2 separate regions of the Hordeum vulgare genome follow, and region 1 is linked to region 2. Evidence: chromatin contacts called from public Hi-C data. All regions are on one chromosome and are shown on one strand. The core of a region is the stretch at or near the end of the contact, and the rest is flanking DNA. Distances in the headings are between cores, read along the strand shown.

Region 1 (2,700 bases), core at 45-2,544, 640 kb before region 2:
CTTAGAACTTCACGGAGCACTGTTGCAATGACAGCTTCGTCAAAACCATCTGGGTAGACTGATTTCATTATGTGAAGACAAGATCCTCCAGCCATGTACGGCATAACTACCCATAACGTTTGGTTATTTGCAAATGAGCAGAGTGCCCTAACGACGTTAGGATGGTCTATAAGAATCATTGTCTGAGCTTCACGCATGATATTGTTCTGCACCAAGACAAGCACCAGTGTTGGCCATTTTCGAAACAAAAATGCTCCATGACGTGAAGAGGGACATAAAACAGAATAGGACCCATGAAACTGCAGAAGACAATGCTAGAAGCCAATACAACTAGAGATTGCAGAAGACAATGCTAGCCGGTTCAGATTCATATATCATATCTATTCAACACTTAACATAAACAACTCCAGCCAAAAAGCTTCATTATCCCACAAATATGAATCCAAGCATACAAAAGGACTTGTCACAATCTACACCTAGTTGTTAGCAATGCTACAAGCCAATACAACTAATATAAAGAGCGTATCTGATTCCCTCCACGTGACATATTTGCACCATTGTGATTGGCCTATATTATCCAATCGGTTCAGATTCATATAATCACATGTACGCAACAGCTTGACATAAACCCAATTCCAGCTATCAAACTTCTTTATCCATATATATATATATGAATCCAAGCATATCATTCTTCTAAGCACAACATTATCAATGCCTACTGACACGTATTACTTGTCCGACAGGTTCGTCTGACCACATGAGTATGACCGAAGAATCAATACGTCCCATGGGTGACCGGGATCATCTACTCGAGTAATTTACCTTGCACAGCGAGATAACAGACAAACATGGACGAACGGAACCGGAATTATGGGGCGCGGGCCGGCAAAACAAATTCAAAGGCCGATTTAGGGGGACGGGCGGTAGCTAGCGGTTGTTGTTACCAGGTTGCTGTTGGTGCGCTCGAAGTCGAGCACCTTGACGGCGACGGTCTCGGCGAGCGGCTTGCAGAGCGCGCGGTAGACGATGGCGCTGACGCCCTGGCCGATCTCCTCGTACAGCTCGTAGTCCTCGGCGCGGATCGGGTACCTGCGCCTCTCCCCTGCGCCGCTCCCGCCGGCGGCATGCTTGCCCCCTGACCCGACCATCGCCCGCCACCGCGGCTCCGGGACCCGACGGCGCCCGAGGCGAGCTCCCCGAGCGAACGATCCGATCGACGCGCGCGACGACGGTGGGGCCGAGGTTCGCGGGAGCCGCGCGCGGGGCGGAGACCGTCGACGTAACCCTAGGATAGGACCGCGCGATGGGGCGGGCGGGAGGATTGGGGGGCGGTGGAGGCGGGAGAGGGGGAGGTGAGGAGGAGGGAGGGGGATGCGGGCGTGCGACGGGTCGCGCGTTGCGGAGGGAATTGGGTTTCGGGGTGGCGGGAGCGGGAGCGGGAGCGGGAGGCGGGCGACGGAGGGAGCGCGCCACTCGGTCGGTTCGGTCCTATTCGCCGCTCTGTGTCAAGCCGTGTCAGGGCTTCGCACACAGCGACAGAGGGCTCGGCCGGTTGCAGCGCCAGCCGTTTTTTTCTGGTTTTGAAAAACTTTCGCTGAACCGGTCTTTTTTCCTTTTTCATTTTTCCTTATTGTTTTCTGTTTCTTTTTTTTTATTTTATCATTCTCTTTCAAAAAATGTTTCGGATTTTTTTTAAAAAATTGGATCCTCAAAATTGTTCTCGATTTCAAAATCTGTTCTTAAGATTAAAAATAAACATGCTTTAAAGAATTGTTCGCACCCCAAATTCTTTTCAGGGATTTCAAAATTGTTCTCCATTTCAAATTTTTCTTCTCAAGATTCAAAATATGTTAATGCTTTAAAAAAATGCGCTTTCAAATTTGTTCAGGATTTTTTCAAATTGTTCTTGGTTCCAAAATTTGTTCTCAAAATTTACAAAATGTTCGTGCTTTAAAAATTTGTTCATGCTTTCAAATTTGTTTAGGGTTTTTCAAAGTTATTCTCCGTTTTAAAATTTTGTTCTCGAGATTCAAAAAGCAATCATGCTTTAAAAAATTGTCCGCGCTTCCAAATTTGTTCGGGATTTTTAAAAATTGTTCTAGGTTTCAAAAATTGTTCTCAAAATTCAAAAAATGTCCATGCTTTAAAATTTTGTTTCCACTTTCAAAATTGTTCGGTGTTTTCCAAAATTGTTCTCGATTTCAAAATTTTGTTCTCAATATTCAAAAAATGTTAATGCTTTAAAAAATTGTCTGCGCTTCCAAATTTGTTCAGGATTTTTTCAAATTGTTCTCGGTTTCAAAATTTGGTCTCAAAATTCAAAAAATGTTCATGCTTCCAAAAAAAATCGTGCTTCCAAATTTGTTCGGGGTTTTTCAAAATTGTTCTCCATTTCAAAATTTTGTTCTCGAGATTCAAAAAACAATTGTGCTTTAAAAAAAATCGCGCTTCCAAATTTACTTAGGATTTTTTAAAATTGTTCTCGGTTTCAAAATTTGTTCTCAAATTTCAAAAAAATGTCCGTGCTTTAAAAATCTGGTTGCGTTTCCAAATTTGTTCGGGGTTTTCCAAAAAAAAATCTCAAGATTCAAAAAATGTTCGTGATTTAAAAAATTATTTGCGCTCTAAAAATTTGTTCACGATTCTAGGTTTCCAAATTTGTTCACGATTTTTCGAAATTGTTCTCGGTTTCAAAATTTG
Region 2 (2,700 bases), core at 121-2,620:
TCCACTTTCCTAAATCTAAGTTGCATTAGATTTTTCGATATACCTAATTTGACACCCTTAGATATCTCCACATTGACAATTTGCACAACAAATGAGGAGAGTGAATCAGGATTATCATCCGGCTAGCAACACATAGTTTAAACCGGGAGTCCATATGGACAACAATATATAGGAAACCTATACTGACTCTATATGGTTGATCAACTCCGCATCTTCATCGAGAATTCAAGCCGGGAGTGCAACGGATTCCATATCTTTCTTTCACCAACATGCTCATATTAAAAGACAATTGATGTTCTCATGTTCACGTATATGACATGCATTGTTGAACAGACCGAGTGTGGACACTCTAGAGAAAATGAAACATGATATAGCTATATACACAATAGTGTTCTTGACAATTTGACATACTAAAAATATTACACATCTATCATCGCTGATGACCTCTGTCACTGCATGCTGTGAGCTGCTGAGGAACGAAGGTAGAGAAGGTTTTGGTATCTTATAATACAAGCGTCATCTCCACGAACTACGCGCACGCAAGAGAGACCCACAAGCTATTGTTTTGGAGCTTGAAGAACCCTCAACAGAAGCTGCATTACATCGACCTGAGCCTTGAGGCACACTGCATAGTCAATGGCTTCACCCAGCAGCGTGCACTCGTCGTCCACCGTCTCCACTCCGGGGACGATCCCTTTCAACACCTGCGTCCTCTTCCTCACCATGGCCCTCGCGAGGACGCCGGCCGAGGCCCAAGACCTCGCCGCCATGCCGGCCTTCCTCGGCCTCGGCCGGTGGCACCTCCTCAAGATCCTCTTGCTCGTCGACGGCCGACGTTGCGTCTCCAGCGCCTGGCTCCAGCGCGTCGCGTCGGCGCCCCTGGCGGAGGCGAGGGCGGCGTCGGCGGCGCGCCGGATGGCGCGCTTCCTCTCGAGGAAGCCCATCTCCCTCGACGCGACGCCACGCTCCCGGAGCCCTAGGAGCAGGCTCTTGAGCAGCGCCCGCTTGAACTGCATCGAGCCTTGCATGACAAGGGAGGGACCGAAACAGACGGCACCAAGGTAGCCAGGCTAAAGCTACAACGAACAAACCGCCGGCGATGACGAGGGAACAACAAACCTTATCACGAAGCTGGCATGAACTGTAGTGTGTGCCGTGCGTGTGCTGCTTTTGTCGTGTGGAGCACAAGGTCGATCGTGTGTAGTATGCGTCAGTGTATGTGCGCACACACACACATATATATGCATGGATTGGAGGCTAATGAGGTGTGGTTGGAGGAGATATATTTGGTGCGTGTGAGTTGGGGAGAGAGGGAAAGGAGAGATACGATCGTGTGTTCATCTGTGCAGCAGTGCGATGGATGGAGGTTTGATTGGTTGGTGAGGGGACAGTGCACGTGCATGCACATGGCCACATGATATGATAGAGGCAAGGGTCGGGTCCGAGGCCCCACGTCGTCCACATTCGGCGCACGTACGTTTTAGCAGCGACCACTCGGCGACGTGTCACGACGACCGTACGTGGTGCACTCGCAGGCTGATGTATACGCCGGAGGTACATGATTGTTGTGTGTACTGTGCCAGGTACATGCATGCATGCGTCCATGAGAATCTCACTCAGTGTCAGTGGCCCAAGAGTGCTCAACCGCGGGACCGTACGTACGTTACGTATAGCACATGATGTACTCACTTCGTTCCTAAATATAAGTCTTTTTAGATGTTTCATTAAGGGACTACATACGGTTGTATATAGACATATTTTAAAGTATAGATTCACTCATTTTGTCTTGTATGTAGTCTTCTAATGAAAATTTTAAAAAAAACTTATATTTAAAAACGGAGTACATCTGCTGGCTTCATTTGCACATGCAGCTAGCGGCTCATCTAATTGATATCACAATGGCTGAATGTCAGTCGACTGACTTTAGCTTTTGTTAGATTTTGAGAAGGGCGAAGAGGTTCGCCGGAGAGAGGTCGGAGGGAAGCAAGAAGAAGGAAGGAAATATCACCGGAAGGCTACCCAGCACTACGAGTTAGAGCATGGTCAATAGTATATCCAACTGCTGGCTATAAGCTCATCTTATAGCTAGCTTGTATAATAGTTAGATATAAAAGACTATTATTTTTATTATATATGGCCCACCTTTCATTCTCACAAAGCACCTAGGAGCATGTGTTAGAGCTGGCTCTTCACGAAGAGCCCGCTTCCCTTCTCTCTCCTCTTCTCTCTCATCCAACTCAGTAAAAATATAGTATTTTAATCCTTACAGCCTGCTGAGTGTACCTTATTGTACTTGCTCTTATAGGTGAATCTACAGGCAGAACATGCATGTGGTAGTATATCTCTGTCCGTAGTTATAGGCTTAATTTGCACATGAAGTTAGAGCAAGTACAATAAGGTACAGTGAGCAGGCTGTAAGCATTAAAATACTACTTCCTCCATTTATAAATATAAGTCTTTTAAGAGATTTCACTAGAAGACTACATAAGAAGCAAAATGAGTGAATCTACACTCTAAAATGTGTCTATATACATCTGTATATAGTCTTCTAATGAAACCTCTAAAAAGACTTATATTTAGAACGGAGGAAGTATATTTTTGCTGAGTTAGATTAGAGAGAAAAGGAGAGATAAGGGACGCGGGCTCTTCGTGAAGAGCTAGCTCTAGTACGTGTTCCTAGGTGCTTTGTGAGAATGAAAG

The links. Hi-C and Micro-C count contacts between places; a contact is called where the count stands out from the background.
Region 1: a contact with region 2 is called in a Hi-C map of seedling, with 1.8 times the contacts expected there. The contact joins the promoter of LOC123402993 here to the promoter of LOC123402833 in region 2. A contact is called at or near these places in 2 of 6 Hi-C or Micro-C datasets (leaf and seedling).

The regions. Positions count from the first base shown.
Region 1 is chr6H:535,870,222-535,872,921 of MorexV3_pseudomolecules_assembly, reverse strand. LOC123402993 (serine/threonine-protein kinase BLUS1) reads right to left here and starts at 1,294. Exons shown (of 20, transcript XM_045096968.1): 1 at 945-1,294; 2 at 1-206. The coding sequence starts at 1,148.
Region 2 is chr6H:535,229,544-535,232,243 of MorexV3_pseudomolecules_assembly, reverse strand. It overlaps LOC123402833 (transcription factor IBH1-like 1), which reads right to left and starts at 1,370. Exons shown (of 1, transcript XM_045096790.1): 1 at 323-1,370. The coding sequence starts at 1,028. The coding sequence ends at 558.